Regions from separate parts of the Mus musculus genome. Here region 1 is linked to region 2. The links are chromatin contacts, called in public Hi-C maps. All regions are on one chromosome and are shown on one strand. The core of a region is the stretch at or near the end of the contact, and the rest is flanking DNA. Distances in the headings are between cores, read along the strand shown.

What was found. A called contact is a pair of places that touch in the nucleus more often than the background predicts.
Region 1: a contact with region 2 is called in a Hi-C map of uterus, with 2.0 times the contacts expected there. The contact joins two enhancer-like sites. A contact is called at or near these places in 6 of 484 Hi-C or Micro-C datasets (nephron progenitors and uterus) and 3 of 115 datasets of contacts at active chromatin or transcription factors (double positive thymocytes and embryonic stem cells).

The regions. Positions count from the first base shown.
Region 1 is chr2:75,486,740-75,493,822 of GRCm38.p6, reverse strand. All of the region lies in intron 2 of Gm50595, which reads left to right. Among named protein-coding and RNA genes, the nearest start is that of Gm39854, 19 kb to the left of the region's middle. Within about 2 kb of position 1,857, at least 13 of the 459 cell types and tissues checked have an H3K27ac peak or open chromatin away from gene starts, as enhancers often do. A contact at or near this core is called in uterus, where this site is marked.
Region 2 is chr2:75,351,726-75,358,165 of GRCm38.p6, reverse strand. All of the region lies in intron 3 of Gm39857 (a long non-coding RNA gene), which reads left to right. Among named protein-coding and RNA genes, the nearest start is that of Gm32927, 5.1 kb to the left of the region's middle. Within about 2 kb of position 1,460, at least 7 of the 459 cell types and tissues checked have an H3K27ac peak or open chromatin away from gene starts, as enhancers often do. A contact at or near this core is called in uterus, where this site is marked.

The DNA of each region.
Region 1 (7,083 bases), core at 608-3,107, 140 kb before region 2:
AACGTTTTCCTTTGTGAAAACCTAAAAGCCTGTGTAAGCTTTTGAGAGGAGGTTGAAGTCAACGCTCCACACTGACTGCACTTCACAACAGCGATTCTCACGAGGAGCAGGAGGCTGCACTGATTGTCTGGGGCACACCGATATGACAGACACTGTCAACGCTGTAATTAAAACAACAACAACAACAAACCCACAAATAAACACGATCCTTCCAGATGGCTCTTGATGGGCCTTTTGAGAAAGTCAACAATAACTTCCGTTTCCGAAGACCTGGAAAGCTCTCTGCATTAGCTAATGTCAGGGCATGGCTTGCCTAGCCAGAGCAGAACAAGTTACCATTGCCAAGGACAAACATGGTGCCCCCTGTGCCCTCCTTATCCATGCCTTCTGTAATTGAGAGGGATAATTACAATGGCGCAGGCGCTGAGGTACATACGTGGCCAATGCTCATGAGTCTAACTAACTTGTGGTTTGTCTTGACTCAGTAGCAAAGTGGAGAGAGGCCCTGCAGAAAGGCATCTCCTGCTGCTGCTTTCCAAGGTAGCCCCTCGCCATAGCAGTAAACTCCCAGATTGCAAGTCCTTCAACTACCTCTTATTAGCTGGCTGACACTGGGCATCTGTATGATACCATCTGAAGCTATGTTTCTTTACTTAGAAGACAGGCGATAAAATCGAGTACCTGAGTGAGCTCTTAATGCCGTGGCTGGCACAGGCCAAGTGTTCACATGTACCAATTTTTCACTAAAGAGGACTTAGAAAATAAATGAAAAATAAACTTTGAGGGTAACTGATGTTCTTGAACATTAAAAAAATCACCTCCAGTTTGGCCCAGTCTTAAGTCATCCTTTAAAAATGAGAGTTAAAAAAAAGAATATATATATATTTTTTTTTTTCTTTGAGATATGGTCTTGTTATATAGCCCAGCCTGGGCTTGAGTTCATGATCTTTTTGTCTCAGCCCCTGAGTTCTGCGATTACTGGTAGGTGCACTCAGCCTGAGCTAGCCACTTTTAATACATGACTTTGTCTGTCTTTAATCAAGAGCACCCCCACCTGTGGCCGGTTTCCTTTAAAGTTCTTCAATTGCCTTCAGCGGTTTTATGTATTCACCCCTAAGCTGTGGAAAGAACAGAATGTGAACACTTCGCCTGGCCTCAAATGTTTAGACTTTGCTGTTCCAAACAGTCAATAAATAAGGAGTGCCTATCACATCATTAGGGGATTCAACTTTCATTCCATTGCTTCAAGAATTTGCAGAATTTAAGATGTGAAAAAAAAAAAAAACCAGGAAAACAGAAGAGAATCTTCCCTGTTGTGGGAACTGTAGGTCTCTCTTTTACAGAGCTTGAAGAACTTGAGCCATGGGCACTTTCTTCCATGAAGAATTTCTCCTGCACTGGAAGACTGAAACAAGAGTCCTGAGTCCCCGTAGGAATCTTCAGCTTGTAATTGGAAAAGTGTGCACTGGTGTGGAGCTGGGCCACTGCCAGGCTGTGTGTGACAGGAGCCAGTCTCTGCTGAGCTCCGAAGCATTTTGCAGTTTATGGCAAATCAGTGTCTCCACTGGAGTCCTTTTTAATAGGCTTATTTAGGTGGCATTGTGTGTGTGTGTGTGTGTGTGTGTGTGTGTGTGTGTGTGTGTGTGTGTTGGCTTAGGGAGAAAAGCTTTTTCTGAGAGCTTTGCAAAGCATCACTGCAGCCCTGGAGGGAACAGGTTTTGGTTTTGTGGTGTTTTGCTTTCAACTGAGAGTTGATGCTCTTTGGTTTCTCCTTTAAACAACCCCCCCCTCCCTCATTGCTTTGAGCAGTGTCCCTGGACTTGGGGGAACTCCCTCACAATGTAGCAATTACTGATTTATGTTCCAGTGATAAGAATGTGTTTTACTGTGGTCATAATATTTGTCCAACTTAACTACTATGTACTGTAAAGTATCATAAAAGCTTCTCAGATCAAACATTATGAGACAAAGGATCATGAACTGCCCCCAATCTATGCACTCCGACTCCTATGAGATCTGTGGGCATGCCACCATGAAGAGAGGACAGATAGAGAAGCCTGTGCCCTCCCACTCCAATTTAGGTCATCTGAACCTTCCCGATGCCTGCTTGTCATCAGCTGAGCCCCTGGGTTAAGGTTTAAAACCTGTTATTTCCCTGGCTTCACCTCATTGTAGCATCAATCTTCCTCCTTTGGAAATTAGGAATTTCACTTAGATTTGCTGTCAACATGTAAACCTGGCTTGGGTTCATGTCTATTCTATGATACTTTTCCCTATCTTATCTTCTATTTTGATCAGTTACTGTTAAGGATACCTTTTTAAGGCATTCCCCCCCCCCATTTTTTTAAAAATAGGGTCTCATGTAGCTTTGACTTGTCTGGAACTCACTGTGGAAACTAGGCTGACTTTGAACTCTGCCTGCCTCTGTCTCCATCCCCAGTGCTGGGATTAAAGGCATGTGCTACCACACCCCCAATCCAATGTATCTTGATTATTTCCACTCTTAACTCCTCCTTCCATTCTCCCCAGAGCTCCAAGCATGTCCTCTTCCTACCTTTATGTCCTTTCCATTCATTTTATAACCTACTGAGTCCAGTTAGGATTACCCCTGGGTGCACGAGTGAGGTCATTCTCAGGAGCATGGGCAACCTGTCAGCAGCCACACCTTAGTGTGGCTTGTCAACTGCTAATAGCTCCTGTGTTGGGGCAAGGTTTCTCTAGCCCTTCTTCCATGTCTGCTGGGGTGTGGAGTGATTTGATCTTGCTCAGGTAACCAGAGTTGCTGGGAGTTGATGACAGTTATCCTGCAGTCCAGCAGACAGCATCTCACAGGACCCTCCCACTCTCTGGCTTTCACATTCTTTTTGCTCTCTCTTCCCTGTTGTTCTCTGAACCCTGGAGAGATTGATATGATTGATCGACTTAAGGGTGAGTGCTCGATAGTCACTTATTCTCAGTCTCTGTATTGACTGATGTCCACTGCATCTCTGACCCAGGTTGAGAGAAACACTAATATATGGCTATAGACACAAATATCTAGAAATCAATTTGACAGCATGCCCAATTAGAAAAAAAAAAAGCTGGCAGGTTTTCTCTTAAGGTCTATGAACTCCCAAACCATGGGCTTTTGACAAGTTTATAGATACCAGGAATGAATTCTCTCCTATGAGACAGGGTCCAAAGCCAAGCTGAAGTGGTTGGTTACTCCTCTAATACTCACGCCACTACTACACCAGTGGGCACATCTTATCTGGCAGGTTGGTATTGTGCTATGCAGGGTCCACTGATGGGTGAGTCCATTGATGACTTTCTCCCTCAATATCTATAGAGCACCTTCCAGTGCTGTGGAAGTTAACTAGAGGGGAGGAATTTTCCTAGTCCATTCCAGCTTGATTTTTCTGTCCTGCAACCAAAGAGGCCACCTTTTCTAAGTAATTTCTCAGCTCCCCACGTCCACCTACCACGGAGCCAAGGAGATACAAAGCAGGGCAAATTCTCTGCTGCAAGGTTCAGAGGCTGAGTTCTCTGCATCCTCCATTGTTCTACTTCTGGAAGAGCTTGCGACCATTCTTGTTTTGTGGTTTCCACAGCTGGCAGAAAGAACTCCTACATCCTCAGCAACTCTGCTCCTGCTTGTGTCTAGGTCACCCGCTATGGGTTCCCCACCACAGTACCTTCCATGCCTAAGGAGCCAGATTGTGAGGGGGGCCACAGGATGGGGTAACAGAGCCAGCTCATCAGGATTGCACACCCAGCCCTCAGTCTGATAAGCAGCCACCGGCATAAACAAGGCATGAGTCTTATATCCTTTCTTATATCTTTATGTAATCACATCGTCTGCAGAGCCTTGTACGAGTTCTCAGTTTCCTCTTCTGCTAGGGACCACACTGAGCAAATCAACCTGTGCACCGGGGACTCTGCTGAGGAAATCTGAGAGTGATGGACAGCATAGAAGTGACTTCAGTGTTCCTGTGAAAGCTGTCACTTTCTCTGCAGAGTGCTGTGACCCGTGTGGTAAGCAGTGGAGGTTAATGTCACCTTTCATGCCTGTGTGGAGGAGAAGCAAGGACGCACGTGAAGACGGCACATGGTCAGAGACAAGATGGCTTCTGGGTAATCTCCTATATTCATGCTCTGAGAATATGCGGGCTTTTATAGGAAAAATGAAAACAGTTTATAAATGCAACCCTTTTGGATGTTAAATGCAGTTTTATTAACTCCTAATGACTCATAGTTCAACACAGAATCACTGAACCTCTAATAGCTTAGTCTGTAGTTATTAGGCTAAATAGTTGTGGTGGTATCACAGAAAGGTACAGGGGAACTGACCGAGGCAGGGAGGAACCATAGTTAACAAGTGGACTCCAAAGACCTGCTGTGTGGCTTTGGGAAAGTCACTTTGCTTCTCTGTGCCTAAATTTTCTCACCTGTAAAATGGGGGAATAGTAAGTATATTTATCTCCAAGAGTTAGTATGAGGAATTGATGTGTAAACTCACGTAAGGTGCTTGTATTGGTGCCGACACTTCTGTTTACTGAGTGCTTCTTATGACATTTTGGCCTCTTACCTTAAAAACATTACTTCTTTCTTTTCTTGAGATTGTAATATTTCCTTTTCCTTCCTCCAACCCTTCCATATACCATGCCCTACTCCCTTTCATATTCATGGCCTTCCCACCTCCCATTCATTGCTGTTACATGCACATATATGTACGTACATGTATTTTCCTAAATATAATCTACTCAATCTACATAATGTAACTTGTATGCATATATTTTCAAGGCTGACCATTGCATATTGATAAACAATTGGTGTGGTTTCCTCTGGGTGTCTTAGTAACTGTTCTATTGCTATGAGGAGACACCACTACCAGGGCAACTTATAAAATAAGGTATTTAACTGGGGGGGCGGCGGCTTGGGGACTCCCAGTTTCAGAGGGTTAGTAGATTCTCATATTGACAGGGAGTATGGTATCAGACTTGTGAACATGGTGCTGTAGCTGTAGCTGAGGGCTCACATATGACTTGTAAGTTTTAGGCGAGAGGGAGGAGAGGGAGAGGGAAAGGGGGAGGGGAAGGGGGACGGGAAGAGGAGAGAGGCTGGGCTTAGTGTGGGCTTTTATAACCTTAAAGCTCACTCCTAGTGACATAACTCTTGAACAAGGCCACACCTCCTAATTCTTCCAAAATAATTCCACTAACTAGGGATTAAGCATTCAAGCATATGAGTCTATGGGGACTGTTCTCATTCAAACCATCACACTGGGCAAGACTACTCCCTCTCCCACCTCTTCTTAGCCTCCCTTAGTTGCCTGTACTTCTTTGTGTAGGGCTGAGTCTTCTGGGCTTTCCCTGTCTAGTCTGCCATGCCTCCTGCTGTTGCCCTGGTTCAGATCACACGTTGGCCACATTGGTGAGATGTTATGGTTGAAGTCTTGATATTACTCGGAAACACAATCTGAAAGCAAAATCCCTGATCCTCTGGCTCTTAAAATCTTTCTCCAACTTTTCCCACTATGATCCCCAACCTTGGACCCCAGGGTTGTATGGTAGATGCATACACTGGGATTGGACTCACTCCACAACTCTGCATTTCCAATGGTTGTGGATTTCTTTAATGGCCTTTGTATGTTGCAAAGAGAAGTTTCCTTGATGAGGGGTGATTACTGTAACCAACAGCTCTCTCCTCGGACTTTATATCTGCTCAACAAGAGGGCAATTACTCCTGGTGCTTATGTGGTTTTGTTTGTTTGTTTGTTTTTTGTTGTTTTTTGAAACAGCAACTGCTATTTTTTTTTCCAGTGCTTCTAAAGAAATACTGTCTGCACCTTTTTCTTTGAACAAGAAATGGTCTTTCTTTGAAGTAGATTTTGAGTCCCTTTCGTCATCTTTGTGTCTCCAGCACTTATTTGGGAAAAAACCCAAAACAAACAAACAAACAAAAAACCCCAAAAAACCCCACAGTTATTTCTTGTAAGAACTAAAGTGCAAGTCCCACCTCCCCTTTGGCATGGGAGAGTAGGGACAGAGGTGGGACTCGACCATGATGCGAGCATCCTCCGGGGAGCTTCTGACCACAGCAATTAAGAATTCACAAAGATGATTAATCTTACACAGCCCTGCTAGTAAAATAACTTGGATAGGCTCATTGCACTGGGATTTCCCTTAAGAGCCCTAGAAGCCCTCTTCTGGCTTTTGGGCAGGTGGTTCTAATATACTGTAGATGTTAGTCATATACTATTTATAATAAATCTCCAAAGGAAGAATTCCTGATCTTCCTTGCTGCTAATACAGAATAATTTAGTGGCCAATATCTCTTTAGTGAGAACTTCATTGGGTAGTTTTCAAGGCATTAAAGATTTAGGGGGAGTGTAATGAAGGTGAATGTCAGGCTGGAGTTTTCTCTTGGGTTGCTGTTTTCCCTCCTGTAGAGCTCCCTTGAAATGAAAGCTAAGCAGATACAGCCCTGTTTGCCTTCACTGGAATTGTGTCTAAGAAGATGTCCGACCAAGTACATTGAGTACTTACTTAGTACATTGAGTACTTACTTAGTACATTGAGTACTTACTTAGTACATTGAGTACTTACTTAGTACATTGAGTACTTACTTAGTACATTGAGTACTTACCTTCTGTGGCCTGGGTATCATGCTACAGTCTGCATGTATTGCATGCTGCTCTCTTTGTTCCTTCCTTTTGGTTCTTGTAGTGACATGGTAAAGCCCTGAACTTGGAGACGTGTGTGTGTGTGTGTGTGTGTGTGTGTGTGTGTGTGTGTGTGTTGAATTACAACCTTGGGTGTCCTTTCTTAGGTGGCACCCTCACACCTATAAGACAGGCTTTCTTACTGACCTGGATTGTCCCATTGTAGACTAGGCTGTTTGGCCAATAGCTCCCTAGATCTGCCTGTCTCTGTTTCCTCAGTACTGAGATTACGGTGTGTGCCTCTATGTGCTGCTTTTATTTTTAAAGATTCGCTTTGTTATTATTTATGTATATGTGTGTATGCCTATGAATGTGTTTATGCATGCAGCTATAGGTGCCTCCAGAGGCTGGAAGGAGACATCAGATCTCTCTGTAGCTGG
Region 2 (6,440 bases), core at 211-2,710:
CACATGGACACTTCTGACTTCTCTCTTTGAGTCCATTTGTCCGTCCATTGTAGAAGATCCACTCTGCATCCAGTGATGATGACAGTGTACATACATTAGGGGGTGTGACCCTTCCTTTGACTTTTGACTCAGAGAAAGGCTTTCCAGGTCCTGTGTTCAATACACTTCACCTGAGCCTTCTGTAGACACAGGTGTATTTTACATGACCCAAAATTTATAGCTCTAAGCCAGTGGTTTTCAACTGTTTTTAATACTTCAACCCTTTAATATAGTTCCTCATGTGGTGATGGCCAATCATAAAATTACTTCGTTGGCACTCCATAGCTGTAGTTTTGCTACTGTTATGAATCATAATGTAAATATGCATGTGTTTTCTGATGGTCTTAGGCAGCCTCTATGAAAGGGTCAGTAGAAAACCACAAAGGGGTCACAGCCCACAGGCTGAGAACCACTGCTCTAAGCTGAGTTATGTGTCTCTTTTGGAGTCATTCCCTCTAACTATACACATTGCCTCATGTGCTTCCTTCAGTCACTTTGTCTCTGAACATCTGCCTCTTGCTGCCTTCTGGGATTCTGGTCCGCTTTGATTTTCCTTTCATCTTTCCTTGGGAGAGCAAGCTTAACTCTCTCACTGTTCAGCTCCTGTGAACCATGATTCTTTGGCTTTTCCAACTTCTCCTCAAAGTGTATCCAGAGATGATCTTAAGCAAATTGACTCTCTTAAAACAAAACAAAACCAAAACTAAAAAAATGCTGGCTGCCAAGATCCTGTTCATTTCTCTCAAACTACGACCACTATGACCCTTGAGATCCTTTTAAGCATATCTGAAGAGCAATTTTATTGTTTTGACTAATTACATGAATGATAGGCTACAAATCTAGCCTCTACAACGTTCTGCACCAAAATAACTGTGCTGGAGAGCACAGTCCCTTCCTTCAAGCACCGGACTCTGGATTTGATTCCTCAGTACCACAAAAACAAAGGAAAGTCCCAACATCATTTGCCAGATAACTTCTGCCAGACTGAAGTAGGAAAACATGAAAATGGATCCAGTATCCAGAAAACAGAACAGAAAAAGCTGTTTTAAAAGATGGAGCATTCTCTCTAGGGTTTTAAGGCTTCTCCTGTTCTTGGCGGAGGCCTCTGTGGTCACCGCTACTTGGCCAGTTCGTCCTGGTGACAGGCCTGCTGTTGTTCCTCTCCCTTCCCTGGTGACTTCTGAGAGCTCCCTGTTTGAAAATGGGTCAACGGCTTGTTTATAAGGTCAAGGAGAAGAGACCCAGACATGCAAGCAGAGATGGGGAATGGCTGTGCCTGTGATCAGAGCTTAGGGGACGGACAAGTTGACATTGGACAGGAGAGGGCAGGTCTGTTTAGTTGAAGGTGCAGAAGGAGGAGTGAGTAATGGCAGGGGAAGTCTAGGCTTGTGGCTCACGATGACCCCTTTACAGGGTAAGGAAGGAGGTCTCAACTCCAGCGAGGGCCTTCCAGAAGTCAAGAGACAAAGGCTGTTAGAACATCAAGGTTTGTCCTCCCTTTCCAAACAACCTTGACTTTGATGTTTTTCTTTCTTCTTTTGTGGCTTTTCAGGGTTGTCAACACAGAGTTCTTTCATTTACAGCCAGGCCCTGGCTGTTGTAGAGGCAACTATCTATTCCTGGTATTGGAAAGTTGCACAGTTGGCACAGGAAGGGGGCAGTCAGGCCTTACTTCCAGGGACTCACCCAACTGTGGAAGCCTGAGGTGTTTCTCAGCCTCCTTTCAGAGGGGTTTGACTCTCCTTCCCTGGAAGCCACCCACCACCTACACCCAGCCCAGGGAAACCTTTCCAAAGGTTGCTTTTACCTTGGTGTGCACAGTCTGTTTCCCTCGATGCTAGAAATGTCTCTTGGGACTCATCTGCTTAATAACCACATAATTGCTTTATATAGTTTGGGTCAATACACCAAGTTTCAGGGAAAAAAAACACCACTAGGTATTCACTTCCATGGTAACTAGAGTAGAGCATAAGGATTTAAAGTCACTAGGGGTACAGCTAAATGGCAGTGTTTCCCAGCAATACCTAAGTGATCTTGTTTCTATTTAACTATTAGTTCTGAGTTACTGCAGTGGTGGGTTTTATTGGGGCGTTTCTCCCATTTATTCTGTTATACTATTTTCCTACTTATCTTCCTCCTTTACCCCCCCCCCCCCCACTCCCTCCTGTTCACCCACTTCTCCTCCCAGGTAGTCTCTCTTTTCTGCTTCCACATCTTGAGTTGTTGAATATCAAATCAAATACCTGCCATGTCTTGAATGTGGACAGCGAGGGAAGGGTAGCAAATGTTGTTGCACATCTTGCTGTGCCCTGTTCTGCCTGTTGATCTGTATGACTCCCTCATATGTCCCTTGTCAGATAGATAGTTCCAGTACTTTGTCCCAAGTTGCTCATTGTCTCTTGGTTGCTTCTTTTGTAAGTAGACGCTCTTTAGTTTGATCCAATTTAGTGTGTCTGTAGTTTGCTTTTTTTGTCTGTGCTACACTCACACATGTGCACAAGTACAACTACACATATGTATGTATATATACCCACCCGGCCCTGCTCAACGTCATACAACATTTTCTTTTTGTTTTAGACACCTTATAGTTTGGGGTTTTACATATTCACTTCATTATTTTAGTGAAACTAGCCAAACTCAGATTCATAAAAGAGCTGTTTCTGTGAAGGCTGATGAAGTATCCTAGCGGCTCTGCCCATCATAGAGGAAAATTGCATCTTCTTTTTCTTCCTTTGTGGCAGTTGGTAGAGTTCATTTGGAGATCGTTTATCTGGAGACAGTGTTACCAAATGGTCCCTATTGGAAAAGTCAGAACGGAGCAGCTCAAGGCAATCATCTTTTTAAAAAGTGGTTTTAAGCCTTATCTAGACCAGCATCATTGAGAGCATCACAAAAGCTATACAGTTGAACCCATGAAAACATGAATATGTATGAACATGCAATGTTCAAACTATTTGGGCTACAGAAGGTTCATGGACATCATCAAACTTAGCAGTTGGTTCTCCTGGGGATCCAGGGAACAAAGATCAAGAACCAAAGGGAGTCACTGAGCCCAGTATAAACCGGTTGTTGTCCAGCATCCCACTCCCCAGACTTTATTTCTTGTTCTTGTTTTTTGTTGTTAAGTTTTGCTATTTACTTGTTAGGTGATCGCAAAATTTATCCCTTGGCTGGGGGTAACTTCCTTCCTGAAGAAAGGGGAGAGACAGCCTGCTTGTCATTCTCTCTGCCTCCTTTAATTGATATGGCACCATGGACGCCATCAAGGGGCCACTGTGCTAGATCTGCTTATTACAATGGGAGTCTGCAGGGTGTTAAAGACTGCCAACAAATCTGCAGATGCTATAGTTAAGGAAAAGCACAAAACGTCCTGGGGGCCCTGTGGGGCAGAGGTCACACTCAGCTCTCCTCCGCTCCCTTAATGAGTAGCTATAATCCAGGAAAGCTCTGGACTGGTTTGACCCTTGATTTGGAAACTGTTGTCACACCCAAACCCTTATGACTATAGCACCCTCTCATTCACGTTTATGTTAGAAGATTATACGCTTTGATCCAGCGCCTCCATCCTCCTCATTCAGTAATGAGTGACAATATAAATAGCATGCTAGCAATCTCCTAATGGCCACGCCAGACAAGCAGGGAAACAAAACTTAGGAATGAACATTGCAGACTTCCAAAGAATTCAGACAGCCCAGAGAAGAAAGCTCAAGCATCCTACACTTTACTCCTCTAGAATTCAGAACAATAGTATGTCCTCATAATAATGAACTACTAAAAAATCTATTGTTTCTGTTCAGCTGTTTTATTGCTACCCATTCTCTGGTCCCATCTGAGATGTAGCTATAGCTTTGTTTCTGTGGTGGAGATTTATTTTATTTGGAAGGGAAGGGTCATTTCATTCCAGGCCCTCCTAAAGATGTTTCTCAAAAAATTAAACAGTATATTTTTCATGTCTTGGTAAAATGCTTCTAAGCAAATAATAGCCATTTGGTCTCTGGTTGATATTTGGTGAAAGATAAAAGGCCAGGGAGAAAAATATGGTCTTGTGAGGTGTGTGCATCTAACAACTTCAAGGGAATTTTAACTCCAGCATGGATACTCTTTGAATTCCCACCTTTATAGACTCCTTTAAAATGTAAGAAGAACTGAAAGTAATTAGCTAAGGAGGCAAGGTAAAGGAGCTGCCACTGAGAGCAATATCTGCAAAACTATAAGGATTTAAGGACCTACTTCCGGTGAGAAGCTTTCAAGCCACCATCCTAGTGTGCTCGGCATCACCTCTGGGCGTCAGGCACACACCTGTGATCTGATTCAGCCAAGGAAGCCGCTCTCCCAGGATTCCGCTTGCTGCTCTTGGTTCTGGTGCAGGAGACAAGGCACATGATTCTGGAAGTGCGGGGAAGGTGCGACCCCGAGTTGAGGTTACTGTTCCCCTCCACCAAGCTAATGAAGGGAAGAGCTGGGGGTTGAACTCTCAGGATGGAATGATCAACCGTGCAAAGGAGAGGATGGGGGGGGGCCGAGGGGGGGGGGCAAACGACAATAGCTACAGTAATGTTTGGAAAGCTCTTCAGCAATTTCGTTTAAAACCAGAGCAAATGATGCATAGGAAGAGCAAGAAACGGGGAGCTGTCATGTTTAAACTCAGTGTTTAAGCCTCGGCATGGCCGCTGGAATAATAATGTCCCGGAAAGCAATATTTAAATGTATCCATCATCATTTAGGTTTTAGACACACAGTTAAATATTATTGATCATTTGCAATTGTGTGCATCCGTGTGTACATGTATTAAACGGAGAAGTAACAGGGGCAGGGAAAGTACAGGAGCTGAAGTGCAAAAATAATACTTGAGCTCCTAATTACCAGTTTTTAATTAAGAAAGCCACAAGCAAATTATAAACATCCAGTTTATAGCATTGCAATCTTAGAGGCTCACACTCATGAATATGGTAATTTTTTATTTTATGCCCTCTTGAGATGTCTTGTTAAAAACATTTTATTGGGGATCCTAAAATTCAGTAAATTTGAAGCCCTTGGCACCTTGTAGATAGTTAAAGTTCTTCAAAAAAATGTCAGCAATAAATATTTGGCAAATATAAAGAATATGCACATTTTCCCAAGTGGGTGTTTTTTTTTTTTCTTTTGGTTCTTATAGTCAAGTGATGACACTGCAGTTCAGAGCATGAATGCATATTGATATTTTCCTCCAGAAACTGCATGGGTTGCTGAGAGAAGAGCGCTCCCACAGAGTTCTTTTTATGTGGGCACCTGGAAGCGGTGGCATGCTTGCTCTGGCTTACAGGGCTGTTTTGGACAATCAGGTGTACAGATGAGCAAGTGGTCTTTATTTAGAGCAATTAAAATCCTACCGCTTTCCTCTCTTGACATGCAATTACTAGGGCTCTGCTGTTTCCACTAATTGCTCTTGCTGGGGACATTGGTGAGAAGCCAATGATTTTGATGGGTAGTGGATTATCATTTTTACTTTGCTACCTGCGGAAAAAAAAATCATTTGCAAAATCCCATGTGTAATTAGCAAGACTCATGATTAATTGTCCTGCAAAATTAGCTTCACTGTTGCTTTTATTTTACTGCTTCAAATATTAATTAATGTTAAACCCCTTTCCTTCAGCTCCAGCTTTTGAATATTCAACGTGGCTTTGAAAAATTATCGAGGCTTCTACTTGCATTAGCATGCTGGAGCTTTGATCTCAGGAATAAGTATTCTGATTTAAAAGATCACACTTGGGTCATAAATAATTTTTATAGGAGGACAAACAAAGCATCAGGGCATCATGGGAAGGCATCCATGCACTAACTGAAAGCAAATTGTTTCAATAGTGATTCATTTCTGCATGCTTTTGGGGGGGGAACATCAGCAAATATGCAAAACACTATATTGTGTGTGTGTGTGTGTGTGTGTGTGTGTGTGTGGACCATTCCCCAGTGTCTGGCTGTCTACACAGGCCACTTCCTACCTGTACATAGGTGGTAGGTAAGGCTCGGAACCTTGGTAGGAAATCACAGACTTCCTGCACATACAGGGATCACAAATGCCATCCGCTGTAAAGACGACCAGTTCTCGAGCGCCTTAGAATCTCTGAATGACCAATTCTTTAAGTCTTGTTCCCAGCCTGGTGGTTCTCCCCATAGAGCACAGGTACAGCAAGATGTAGTCTTTGAAAGATTCTCAGGAGACCATGGGGAATGACTAGGATTGAAACTCATTGGTCTAGCTGAAGCACCTGGATGCCTGAATTCCCTCTGTCACATCTGGACCAAGCGATGCTTGAACACCTCTTGGGTCAGAGAACTCATTCTTATCCATGAAAATAGCTTTCACCTGCATTTCTTGCCCGTGTTTCCCCCTTCTGGTTTGATAACTGCAGGTGGTTAATTTA